Regions from separate parts of the Mus musculus genome. Here region 2 is linked to region 1. The links are chromatin contacts, called in public HiCAR-type maps. All regions are on one chromosome and are shown on one strand. The core of a region is the stretch at or near the end of the contact, and the rest is flanking DNA. Distances in the headings are between cores, read along the strand shown.

Region 1 (6,835 bases), core at 2,721-5,220:
GAGATTTCAACCACAATAGATGTATACTTATAAGTACATGAGTATATAACTGGCACTTAAATATTTTAAAAGATATCAAGGAGGAATGCTTTATATGTGTATATGTTTATTTACATATTTATTTATTATTTATCTCTTGTTTATTTATTTAGTTTATATTTATTTATTCCCCTTCCTAATTATTCATTTGTCAATGGATTCCACTCTCTTTTGGCTAATTCCATCTCAAGCACCTGGGATATAAATATATTCAGTGTGGACACAAGCTCTGAAAAATCTTGAACTTGCCAAATGTTAATACCTAGAGAGTGATTACCAATCATATAGCTGACAGTCTGGGGTTCTCTGAGAATGTATGACTAAGAGTGTCCAGTGATGTTCTTATAGTCTCTCAGTGGTCTGTTGATGTATGGTGTCTGTGTACAGAGCAGTTCTCTGGTTGTTCCAAGCCACAGTGACCAGTGACATTTGTGTGCTGTGGCTGAAGATGTTAGTATACACTGAACTTCAGAAGAATTTAACAAATGTTATCTTGCTGTAAGAGTCCAGGGAAATTTCATGTTATTCTCTGCCCCTTTTGCATGACAGGACCAGCCAGCAATACACTGTTCAGATGCATATAAATAGGATTTGACCCTTTCTAGTTAAATGCAACACACATTCTTTTGTTAACTTTCTATTTTTAGAAAGTACGTCAGATACTGTGGGAGGAACAGATTTCTGAGTATAATCCTGGGACATCTGTGGTTTCACAGTAGAGGAATTAGATACTAGATTAAAATAATATATGAGCAAACATAATATAGTTGGGGAAAATGTCTAGAAGAAGGACATAAGGAATGATTAGCCTGGCTTAAAGAAGAGAAGAGCCTTTCTTGGATTGGATGAGAGCAATGGTAACAGACATGATGTATGTGTCTCAGTCTCCTTTTCAATTTCACCCTTAACTTGCTCTACTGACTTCACTAGCACGTTCGCTAAACCAAGCCTCCATTGTCTTATGTCCAAAATGAAGCATTTTGACTTCATAGTCTTCCACAGTCTAACAAAAAAAAAAAAGAAAGAAAGAAAGAAAGGAAGGAAGGAAGGAAGGAAGGAAGGAAGAAAGAAAGAAAGAAAGAAAGAAAGAAAGAAAGAAAGAAAGAAAGAAAGAAAGAAAGAAAGAAAGAAAGGAGAGAAAAAAGTGTGAATATCTAATGATGTTCAGGGGAAATAATGAATGGGACGTACTTTTCCTGAAGGGCCTCTCAATGTGTTCAAGGTTAAGTGACAAGAAGACAAATAACTAGACATAAAGTCTCTCCCGTGAAAAACCTGACAGTAACACTGCCTAGGCACATGACATATGTGATCAGGACAGATTTATCTTACAACAGGGGTCATGATGAGCAAAACCAAAGCCAACATGTTGTTTAAGTGGTGCTATATGCTCATTCTACATGCATCATTCAAAATCCTCCATACTCTGCCCCTATTTAATGAAGACACTAAAGCTTGGAAAGGTTAGGCAACATGTTCAGCTTATAAGATAGCTAGCGCTAAAGCTAGACCCAGAACCCTCCAGAATCCTCCATTATTGTTCTTTGTGTTGCCTTCCATAACTGCGATTTTAAAGAGTAGTAAGGGCTTTGGCACGCTGAAAACAGGAAGAGAGCAGGATAAACATTATCTACCACTGTGATGCTGGCAACATCTCAGGAACAGTCGCAGAGACTATGGGAGGCAGGATATTTACCCGTCTAGAGACCAAAGAAGCTTGGGAACTGGGCACAAGCACGAGGTACAGGCTTTGCTAAAGAACCCAGCAGTCCACCTAGCTAACCTGGGCTACAAGAGAATTCATTTCTAGAACAGGAAGTACAACCTTGACAGAAAATCAGAGTCAAGAAAAACAGCAATAGGGAGCTCGTGTGTGTGTGTGTGTGTGTGTGTGTGTGTGTGTGTGTGTGTGTGTGTGTTAGGGGGCAAGGGGTTGTTATATCTTCAAGCAGTGAATCTCCTGACAGGAAAACCTCAAGATTAGACTGGGTAGGAGACAAGATAGGCATGTTGTTTGAGAATGAGTGCTTCAAAACCCACAAAGCTTTTCTGGAAGGACAGTTCCTTACTGTCTGTGAGCAATTAAATAACACTGTGATATCTGTTTTGTCTGTGGAATGGGTTCATGGACATTTACTTTTTGGAACTGCTGTTTATGTCACATCACATAGTGTATATGAGGTTGCTCCTTGTGATGGTTTGTATATCCCTGGACCAGGGAGTGGCACCATCTGAAGGTGTGGCCTTGTTGGAATAGGTGTGACCCGGTTGGAATGGGTATGTCACTGTGGGTGTGGGTATAAGATCCTCACCCTAGTTGCCTGGAAGTCAGTCTTCCACTAGCAGCCTTTGGATGAAGACTTAGAACTCTCAGCTACTCCTGTGCCATGCCTGCCGGATACTGCCATGCTCCCACCTTGATGATAATGGACTGAACCTCTAAACCTGTAAGCCAGCCCCAATTAAATGTTGTTTTTTATAAGACTTGCCTTGGTCATGGTGTCTGTTCACAGCAGTAAAACCCTAACTAAGACACTCCTGAAACACTGACAAAAAGGTTCTGTGCTGATGAGAATCCCTTCATCAGTAAGTAAGATAGGCAGTTTTACTATGGTTTTTGTTGTTGTTTGTGTAAGAGACATGTTGTCTTTTACATGAATGTAGGAAAATTCTAAATTGGTGTGGAAGAACCCATTTCATCAGGGTTCCACATTTCTGATACTTGTTTTATATGCTTAGGATACCATCCATCCAATTTATGTAAGATGTATGGACTCTAGCTCTTACCATCACTTCACACAATCAAACTAATTTACATGGTTGAAGTGGTCACAGTGAGGCTGAGCAGTACTGTTAACCCATAGTGCTATTTTCCAAGCTTGTGTTGGGATGTTAGGATCTGGTGTCATAGAGAAGTGAGGATGTGTCAGGATCTGCAGAATATCTGGTGTGGTTTGTGGTTCAAAAATGACACTATCAGAAGTCTTTTAGCAATAGTAGTATTTAACAGTGACAGTGGGAAAAAAAAGAGTAGAGTTGTAGAGAGATCTGATGATGTGAACTTTGTATCTTGTCCTATAGACAGCCACTAGCAAAAGTCAAAAATTTAACTTTAGTTAAAAGTTTAACTTTAGGTATCCAACTAGTCACTGAACCTGGCGGTTGTCCTTATTGAATGCAGTTTCTTGTGCAGTTAGAAGTAGCCCCTCCCCCAGTATTAAAACTAAAGAAAAATGAATGAAAAAGCTATGTTCCCTAGTCACACAGCACAAAAATGCTCTTGACATGTGAAGCTCAGGGTTGTTTTCTCCCATAATGTAGCTTGGGGAACCATGATTTGTTTTTTTGTTTTGTTTTGTTTTGTTTTTTCCTTTTTGTTTTGTTTTGTTTTTGTTTTAATGTGGCAAAAGCATAAAATGGAATGGGCATGGATCTTTGCACCATTGCCTGAAGGCTAGGAGAACTCATAAAAGCTTGTCTCTTCTCCTCTCCTCTCCTCTCCTCTCCTCTCCTCTCCTCCCCTCTCCTCCCCTCCCCTCCACTCCCCTCCCCTCCCCTCCCCTCCACTCCCCTCCCCTCCCCTCCCCTCCACTCCCCCTTCTCTCATGTTCTTTCTATATCCTGAATTCTTCCCTTCCCTCCTCTCTCCTTTCCCGTAGCTTTCCAGAAGCCATGGAGAACTGGGTACACCAGAAAGGAAGGATGTGTATGAAAAAGGGAAGGGATAGGCTAGAGAATTAAGGCAAGACAAAGATTTCTGATCCAGGGTCAAAGTTTTATTTTCAGCTCTGCCTTTATATGGGTAAACCCCAAAGAGCAATTCTTTGTTTCAGCTGGTTTCTGTTGCAAGGCAAGCTCAGCAGGCGATCAACTCCTCAAGGCTGTGGTAGGGAAATGCAAATAAGGTGAGGCTAAAACCTTTGGAGTTTTGTTTAGCCTATTCAAGGCTGGGAGGAGGGCACACCTTCTCCTCCTACTCCAGTAAAACATTATCAGTAGGTCTTAGTAGTGAGTTTTCCATTCTGCATGAAATAAAGGTCACCTTCCCTAACCCAATCAGGTCTTCAGGACTCTCCATAAGTGGTCCATGCTTGTGTCTGTAATTACTTCCTATGGGTCTCTCTTCTGTCCCTTTTCTAATTTGTTCTCCAGCAGTCTGAAATTCTTCTGCTTTTCTGACATAATTTATCCCTTTTTCCAAGTCTTTTCCTTGTTTTTTGTTTTTTGTTTTTTGTTTTTTTTCTGATGAAAATCTATTTAGGCCTCAGCTATAGCTTTAATAAAACAAGGAGTTATTTTATAAGCAGATTCTAGACTTTTATCTTTTTAAATGTCTTCACTTTAAGTTGCTAGTGCCTATCTATCATCTACCTATAAAACTATCTAATCTCTGGTGCACTTACATTAGAATATATCTATATTATCTTTTTTTTTTACACACTTCTTACTAATAAAGGCCCTTTTTTATTATTTAGTGCTCTAGCACTGAATACATTGCAAGCATTCAGTGAGCATTTATGAAAAAGATACAGAAAATTCTATTGCCTGTTTTTCAAACTCAACTTTCTCAGTATCAGTTTTAATGTTTTCTCCTGCATCATGAGATTTATATATATATGTACATAAAATACATATACATATATATTTTATTGCAAGAGACTAAAAAGAATGGACTAATTTTTATGTTATATGATATATGTGTTTAATAACTGCAGTGGATATTAAATGTGGTATATATATGTATATATATACATATATATAATCTTTTACATATTATATGTTCTCAATGTTGGGTTTTCAAGTTTAAGAATATTTGACATCATAGGATATTTCCAACTGTAGATTTTAACATAGAAATTTCAAGAGTGTACCTGGGATTTGACACTTTTCAAGTTCTCAAGTCAGGGATGGGAGAGATGGGTCAGTTGTCAGTTTATATACCATAAACATGAGGGTCTTTCTTCAAATCCCTAATACTCACACAAGAAGCCTGATGGGGAGGTGAGCTCCTATAACTCTGTTACTGGAGACAGAAACAGGATTCCTGGAACTTACCATCAGCTTCCAAGCAGAACTGGTGTGTGCCACTATCCTTCAAACTGAGGTAGAGAACAATTAAAAAAAAAAAAAAAAACAGCACTCATCATCAGCATCTAGCTTATACTCATGTGTATGTACACATGCATACAACAATGAAGACAGATACATGTACACTTTCACATGTGTGCACAAAGTTAACAAGTCATGAATATGAGATTAATTTCATCCATCCATTTGAGTAGCAAGGAACCAGTAAGACTTTGAGCTCAATCATGTCTGTACCTTGGAGCCATTAGGGAGCACTGAAAGTAGGTATTCATAGATTTTATGTTCAGATATTTTGGGTAATGTATGGCCTAGACATTAGGGTTTTTCAAAACTTTCCATGACGTGAGTACTCCTGGCATTGTAGAGAGACAATAGTTGACAGAAAATGAGCATAATATATAGGGAAGAGAAGTTTGCATGAGAGTCTTTTCTTTAACCTATGTGGAAAGCTACTGGTAAAAATAGTCCAGAACATATTGTCAATTCACCTTTGGATATATCTGTTATGAACATATTGTCATTTCATCTTCAGATATATCTGTTATGAACATATTGTCATTTCACCTTTGGGTATATATGTTATGAACTAGAATAGTTATCCTCTGAGAATGCAAATATGCCACCTGCACAGTGGATATGCCCCTGATCCTTGCTGTGGAATAACTTAATACTCTCCAGCTCTCTCAGTGACAATAGCAGAGAAAAGAATCCACCATGTGCTTTTACGTTATCTTGTGAACATGATGGTCATACATTGCTCATCTCGTTCTAACAATATGGCTTCCTGGAGGCTGTCTAGCTTTATGGCAACACTGAACTAAGATTGCTCTAGGGAAATGTAAGCATGGCCCTACTAAGAAGAAAAGATGTGTGGAGAACAAGAAGACTGCAGTTCATCAACAACAGACCCAAGGGAAGTCAGTGAGTCATCAGGCTGAGGAAAGCTCCATTTGGTCTGAGTTGGGAGGGAAAATGAGGAAGAAGCTATAACTAAAGTAGAGCAAGTTCCTGATTTGGAAGTGTTTTTCCAATTGAGTGTGAACTCAATTCAGAAACAAGAAAGGAAAAAAGCATGGTTCTGGTTACTAACTGGAAGAGGTCAGTGTCTTACTCATTCAGTCTGTAAGCATTGAATAAGAACCTTGTTTGTCACAGGCAGCACTAGGTGAAGCTGGCGTAATTGGTGACCTTTCTGGACCACACTGAACATTTAGAGGAATGCCTTTGGAAATATTTGGAAAAGGTATTCTGGAACACAGTAGCCCCAGCTACTTTCTTTCTTTCTCCAGGTCTCTGAATGATAAATTCAGGCCATTTAGCTGTATTGATACAACTGGCTACATTGTCCAATAAACAGACAAGAACCACCATGGATACAATCTATGCTGCTGACGAAAATGATAGTGAGATATCTTTCTTATGTGCTTAGAAATCAGTTGAATAAAAACACTAGAGCCCCAGTGGGGGATATGAGAGTAGTCTATACTACTAAAAACTCATCTCAAGGAGAAGTGTGTAGGGAGTCTCACCATCCCTAAGCCGATTTGACAGTTTCCCATTAATACACAGGTCAAGTGGGAACTGGAGGAAAGGTTGCATTTCTCAAGGTGGAGCCAGCAAAACCAGAAAAGAACAGAGACCTTCCTGAGAACAGCTAGTTCAGGAAAGATAACTTTCAACCATGATTGTATAAATCACTACTTACAAG
Region 2 (6,835 bases), core at 1,141-3,640, 310 kb before region 1:
TCATAGTAGCCAATCAAAATTATATTAATATCAAGGCTTTAGCCCCTACCAATCACATTAGAGATTACCTAATTCTTCTAGACAGTTCCCCCAGTTTCCTATAAGAAGGCCTGCATGCAGGGCTGGAGAGATGGCTCAGCAGGTAAGAGCACCCGACTGCTCTTTCGAAGGTCCTGAGTTCAAATCCCAGCAACCACATGGTGGCTCACAACCATCCGTAACGAGATCTGACTCCCTCTTCTGGTGTGTCTGAAGACAGCTACAGTGTACTTACATATATAATAAATAAATAAATCTTAAAAAAAAAAAAGAAGGCCTGCATGCCTTTGTCTGGGGTCATTGCCATTTTGCTGGCTGTTTCTGCAGAGTAAATGCTCTGTTATTGTATTTGAGTCTGGGGTCGTTATCAATTCCCAAACCCTAACAAAAGTTGTTCAGAAGCTAAAAGAGAAGATGGTAGAAAGCTAGCTGGAGGATACTGAACACAATACATATAAAATATTGGCATTTTGGGGATACTACACTATAAAGTATTTGATACTCCGGGATTACAGGGTTGGGATTTGTAATGAAGATGCAAAGTAGGCAGAGCCAGGACATGGGCATTTTATAGAGTATCAACTTCATCTTGATAGGAATGAGAGACACTGTATGATTTTCAACAGGGAAAAAATGGACAAACTCTGCACGTTATCAAGATAGGAAGTTTGGTTCATGAGGGCAGGGCCATGCTACCTCCATTACACATGCAAGAAGTTCACTTACATTTATTGGAATCTTTAAGCTCCAGGGGCTATTATAAGCACTTCATACATAATATTTTCATTTATATCTCAAAGCAACCCTTTCAGTAAGTATCAGATTTGTTTCCTTTTCCAATGAAAGACAATGAGCTTTGACACCCTAAATAGCCTATTTATGGTCATTTAGCTAGGAGGAGTGAGGAGGTCCTACTTAAACATTCATCTGCGAGATCAAGTTCCTCTTCAATAATCTGACTGCTCTTGTGACAGAGAGAGGGAGGAGAGAGGGAGAGAGGGAGAGATGGAGAGAGGGAGAGAGGGAGGGAGGGAGAGAGGGAGAGAGAGAGAGAGAGACCAGGAAAATGTTAGTAATCCCCAAAAAACACACACAAGAGCTAATCAGATGCAACTCACAGCAGGGTCTTTATTCTATTTGAGCTAATTCACCCACTACCCCCACCCCCTACGCACCACCAGCACACAGGCCAGTTTTGGTGGTCGGGGAGCCCAGACTGTCTATTGGGGCAAAGCTTTATAGTAAGCAGTAAGCAGGGAGTACATGCATAAGCATCTAATTGGAAAGCTGTTGTGGCCTTCAACCTAGTTGTCTGGTGCTGGGAGTCAGATCATAAACTTTACTTCTGCTCTACTCTGCATTGGTGGTCATTAGGAAGGGACCATTAGGTCTTGTAACCTGGGGGTGCAGGTTTGTTGGGGGAATTACCTAGAAACTCTGCTCTTGTTGGGGATTAGCCTAGAGACTGAAGCTAGGCTCAGGCTTTCTTGGGGACAACTTGGAAACTAATGCTAGTTAGCAGTTAGTCTACCTGAGTTCAAACTTAGGTCAGGTTCTCTAAAATGGAGTTTGAATTTAAAGTCTTTGGGGGGGGGGAGAGAGAGAGAGAGAGAGAGGGAGAGAGAGAGAGAGAGACCCCACTGAGTGACCATACTTCAACTGTCAACTGATTAAAGTCACTTTGAATGTCTGCTAATCTTGACATTCTACAGAGGCAAAGTGACATCTATACTCTTCTAGACAGACAACAGCTATATTTAGAAAAATAAAAACTGTAGACATTCTAGAATTTGTTAAATTCTCTCTGATATTTAATTTCACTATACTCCACCCAGCTGAACCCACAAGCTTTTGACTTTCTTTGGCTGCTGAGCAGGCGTGGCCCTGGTGGGGACAGAGAGACTTGGTTCCTGCCCCTAGGACAGAATCCCAGTGTGAGCCTCCAGCAGTATTGATGACTGTAGTGGCATAACACTTGTTTGTGTAACAATGTATATTATTTCACATTCCTCCGAGGAATGGTTTCTCTGTTAATGTTATTGACTCCTTGATAATCAGACAGCAGGAGTCCAGGAGGTGAAGGTGTGGCTATGTCTCAGCAAATGGCAAGCACTGGGACTTTCAGCCCTAAAGGTTATGGAGAAGAGCTCTAAATACATGAGTTTGAAAATATATAATTTCTCAACTATGCAAAAATAAGGACGCAATATGAATTATGAGAACTTCATGAATCTAAAGGAACAAAGGGAGTTGCATTAATGAGTCAACTTATCAGAAAGATACAAAGGCAAGCAGATACAAATATAGGCAGATTCCTGAGTTCAAGGTCAGCCTGGGACATGGCAAGGTTAGCCCCAGGTGTGGTACATATGGTAATTTCAGGATAGGGTCCCACCCAGCTAGTTTAGCGTCTTTGTGTAACTGAGGCAATCAGATCTCTAAATGATTTTGCTATCTTAAAAGAAAACTTATGCTTGCTGTTTCCTAAGAATCAAAGGGCTGGGGCCACCAGTATGTAGATTCATAGAATAATCAAAAGGGAGCCTGGAATAAAGAACTGAATTGATATGTAAATTTAAAAATGGCTTTTGGTCTTCATGGGATGAACTAGCAGAAAGTGGTAGCAGTTCTCTATAATTTTCGCTAGTGAGAGCTGAGCAGTCTGGAGATCTTTGGAGAGCAAAGCGGCTCTTGATGAGTTTTTTTCTTAACAGGATTTCTGACTTGGTCAGATGACTTAATAGTTCTTTTGTAGCAGTTTTTCTAACATTGGTCAGAAAAACATGAGCTATCCAGATATCTTGTAGAATTTTTACCTGAAGAGAGAGCTGCCTCAACCAGAGTTTTATGAGTAGCAAGAGAAGCTGTCTAGGGCAGAACAGAGCAGAATACACAGACACAGAGAGAGAGGGGGGGGGGAGGGGAGAGAGGGGAGGGGGGGGAGGGGAGAGAAGGGAGAGGGGAGAGAGGGGAGAAAGGGGAGAGGGGAGAGAGGAGAGAGGGGAGAGAGGGGAGAGGGGAGAGAGGGGAGAGGGGAGAGAGGGGAGAAAGGGGAGAGGGGAGAGAGGGGAGAGGGGAGAGAGGGGAGAGGGGAGAGGGGAGAGTGAGACATTCTTACCTAAAATGCAGTACTCATCTAGTGACTTATTTTTACTTTTTAAAGGTTCAAATGAAGATTGAGGCTTCATATAGACAGAGTAGCTAGCTTTCCCTCTACTTATTCTAAATAAGTGAAATTTTATTATACGAATTCAAAGACTGATTGTTCTATAAAAAGTGAGTTTGCATGCTATCAATTTTTGATATGATGCTACTTTTAATGAACACCTTCTATTAGGGTTAATTAAGGACAGCCATGTGTGCAAAGAAGGCATAATCTATTTCTTAAGGTTCTCTCAGTAGGAAATAGATGCTATACAGAAGTTTGTGAAAGATAACTGAGGTCAAAAATCAATTCCTAGAGAAGCTATTTACATCTCTCATTAACCTAAAGAGGCATTTCAAATTGTTCTAGCTTTTCTTAAAATAAAAATTCTTCCAGCTTGATTCAAATACAGTGAATTGTAGAGGGCCAGGGATCGACTTAGTTGTAGTACTGCACTGTACCACCAGAGGGATCCCTGGGATTTTCAGTTGTACAAATCCTGAATTGAGACACTGAAAGGTACCCTGCAAAGAAAGGGCATATTGGCTGGCTGGTCTACAGGTTGATGGGTACAGTTTCTTTCCATGAGATTATTTAGGACACTGTGTTACCTCTAGAAATGTCACTGTACTATGTCACCCATAGACTATCTCTGTTCAACCCCTATGAGGAATGGCTGTCCTCCTGTTCAATGACAGATCTGCCTCTTCAGGCCTAAAATGGGGAACGAATTTTGCCTGCAGAGCCTGTCATGTATGGTTCATGTTTACCTCTTCTGCATCTTTTAGACATGATTCCTCATCTGTATAGACAGAGTGTAACAGAATTGTTCTGAGGATTACCTGAGATAGGATAGAGGGACTTATTTTATTCTGGAATATGAAATTCCTAATTCATCCTGTGATGGCTATTCATGATTGTCATCCGCACTCCATCGTCAATTAGCTAAAAGCCAAGTGGCTAGGTACACCTGTGAGGGAGTTCTCTAGATTGGATCTTTAGAAATGTGAAGACCCACCCTAAATCCTGATTCTTTGAGAGAAGAAGTTCCACCTTAAATCTGGGCTACACCTTCCAGCCATGGCAGACTAGATAATGACCAAGGAAGAAAGAAACTTTTGCTATTTGCCTGCTTCCTCTGGCTCACACTGGAGAGTCCGTTCCTTCACCGGCATTAGAGTCCACTTTTGTGGGATTCTGGAGTATACTGAAGACCAACTGAGACACCCAGACTTGCAGACTGAACAATTACTGAAAACTTAGACTTTCTCTCAGTAGCTAGCCATTGTTGGACTGTGGTCCACTGTGGGAAGCCAACTCCAAGATGGTGCCGGTTTCCGGTTGCCTTTGTCATAAACAACACCACTGCGCAGGCGTCAATTCAAATTTGGTGCCAACCCTTCCCAAGTGGGTGCATGCAAATTGAGTGCCGGCTGACTGACCAATCAGAGGGGGCCACAGAGCCTTCTCCTGTGCTGGGGTGCATATAAGCAGGCCTCCCTGGGCGCCTGGGGTCCCATAGAAGTATCGAGGCAAGAATCCGACTGTGTCGTGTTGTTCTTGCTGGTCAAGAGCAGACGGGACAGTCCACCACAGTCTGTCAGTCATTCTAATAAATCCCCTTTTCTTTCTGCCCCATTGCAGAAGAGAACTGTAACACACATGGAGTTTTAAAATGCTGTTGTTTTTTTACTAACGGTACTTTTTAAATGAAGGGATACGGAAATAGATTTGTTTTATGAAATGAACTTTCAGTTACATAGTTGATATATTTTAGTTTTAAAAATAATGCTTTGAGAGTCAAATTAGAAGAGAGGTTACAGAGACAAATTAAAGCTGAGAATCCAAACAACTCTTTCAACACAGTAATTAAACATGTTTTTGAAACTGATAAGAAATCAAACCATTGCAAATTCATGAATTAAAAATTTGCCATGAGGCTGGGAAGATGGCTCAGGGGGTGAAGTGCTTTCAGCACAAGCATGAGAGTTTAGATCCCCATGAACTACACAAAAACTAGGTGTGGTAGGACATGCCTGTAACACTTGTACTTAGTCGGGTAGAGATAAGCCAGTCTTGGTGATATCCTGTTTCATAAAGTGAGATGGAGAACAATAAAAAAGACACTTGAAGTCAACCTCTGGATTTCCATGTACACACACAGGTAAGTCTACTCAACATATACATGGGCAAGCATATACACACAGGTATGTACAGCCAATACACACATGCACAAGCACATACACACACAAGTAAGTACAGCGAATATACATATGCACAAGTGCATGTACAACATAGACAAGTGCACCCAATACCCACATGCAGAAACGTGTGCATACACAGGTAACTACACCCTATAAATGTGTGCACAAGCATGCACACAGAGTAAATACAACAAGAAAATAACCCACAGCTTACTTCTCTGTCCTGAAATTTAACTTCTAGACTTCTATTTTTCTATAGTCTTGGGATTTTTATCCACTATGGTCCAAGCTTGTTAGTGTGTCAACCTTTTTGTCTTATTTAGATGGAATAAGGAGTTTATAAGACAAATTTTATTTTCTGAAGGCAAAACACTTACTCTTCCTGATCAGTTCATAAATCAGAAATGTATAGAAGGTTGCATATGTGACAAAAAGCAGGAGCAAAGGACCCTGGCAAAGAGGCAGTGACATACGCCTTATGGGATTTTCTGGTTGATTCATTTTTTTGAAATGTGCTAACATTAAATTTTGAAAGTGGAAATATGCACCTGTCTGCTCTACTGTCTTATATCAATCAAAAGTCTTTGATGATAGATACCCCTTAGAACACTATGTTTTCTACATGTTTATTATTTTTTTAAAGCCTGGAGAAAGTCATCGAGAACACGGAAAGCTATGAGAAGACCAAGGAAGGGGAAGCAATGGAAAGCAGTCTCAACCAGCAAATTCCGAAAGAGCACACAGCCTACGTGAGGCATTTCATCAAGTTTGAAGGAAGCAATGCCTCATAAGAAACCAGAACATGCCCCAGATTTTAGAACTAGAAACCTACTTTCCTGGTTATGATGTATAATATAAAATATTTAATGTATGTTTGAATATATAAATATGTAAGTATCTGAAATACCTGAGAAAAAATATTGTCATTTCAGGCAAACACTCCATATTGAGACTGTGGGATTTCAGGTGCCAGAAATATTCAACTTCCCCAATAGCATTTTGATTGTCTAAGCCCCAGCTTCCACTATTTGATCAAACATACCCAAATTTCTCCAAATTAAGAAGTATGCAGGACCAAGTAGCCATCTTCTTACTTCATATCCACAACTTCCTACCTGCCGTGTACCCACGTACAAAGCTTTTCATCTTAAATTTACCTGAAATGCTGCAAACTGTTACTTTTGAAGAATTGCTTATTCAAGGACCCACTGGAAAGGCAGGTATACAGAAGTTTTTAGCTCAATGGATTTAGTCCCGTTATATAACAGTCTCCAGCAAAGTTCAAAATTCCTGAGCACTCTTCTCTCTGGGGACACAGGAACCTAATAACTACAAGACCCTGTTCACAGCCTAGTGTGTTGTGATATGATTACTTCTGGACTCCATACCCCTAGAGTTTGCAATGTGAGAAGTCCAAACACCTCTCAAATGTAACTTGGTTTTCTTC

The links. HiCAR-type assays count read pairs that join an accessible place to other places.
Region 2: a contact with region 1 is called in a HiCAR-type map of embryonic stem cells, with 13 times the contacts expected there. The contact joins two enhancer-like sites. A contact is called at or near these places in 1 of 15 datasets of contacts at CTCF or cohesin (pro-B cells), 22 of 484 Hi-C or Micro-C datasets (the HPC-7 cell line, bone marrow-derived macrophages, embryonic stem cells and 3 more), 12 of 115 datasets of contacts at active chromatin or transcription factors (embryonic stem cells and epiblast stem cells) and 1 of 9 other capture datasets (embryonic stem cells).

What each region holds. Positions count from the first base shown.
Region 1 is chr15:41,349,381-41,356,215 of GRCm38.p6, reverse strand. No RefSeq gene overlaps it. Among named protein-coding and RNA genes, the nearest start is that of Gm41312, 35 kb to the right of the region's middle. Within about 2 kb of position 3,970, at least 11 of the 459 cell types and tissues checked have an H3K27ac peak or open chromatin away from gene starts, as enhancers often do. A contact at or near this core is called in embryonic stem cells, where this site is marked.
Region 2 is chr15:41,654,111-41,660,945 of GRCm38.p6, reverse strand. The region is part of intron 3 of Oxr1 (oxidation resistance 1); the gene reads right to left. Among named protein-coding and RNA genes, the nearest start is that of Oxr1, 210 kb to the right of the region's middle. Within about 2 kb of position 2,390, at least 13 of the 459 cell types and tissues checked have an H3K27ac peak or open chromatin away from gene starts, as enhancers often do. A contact at or near this core is called in embryonic stem cells, where this site is marked.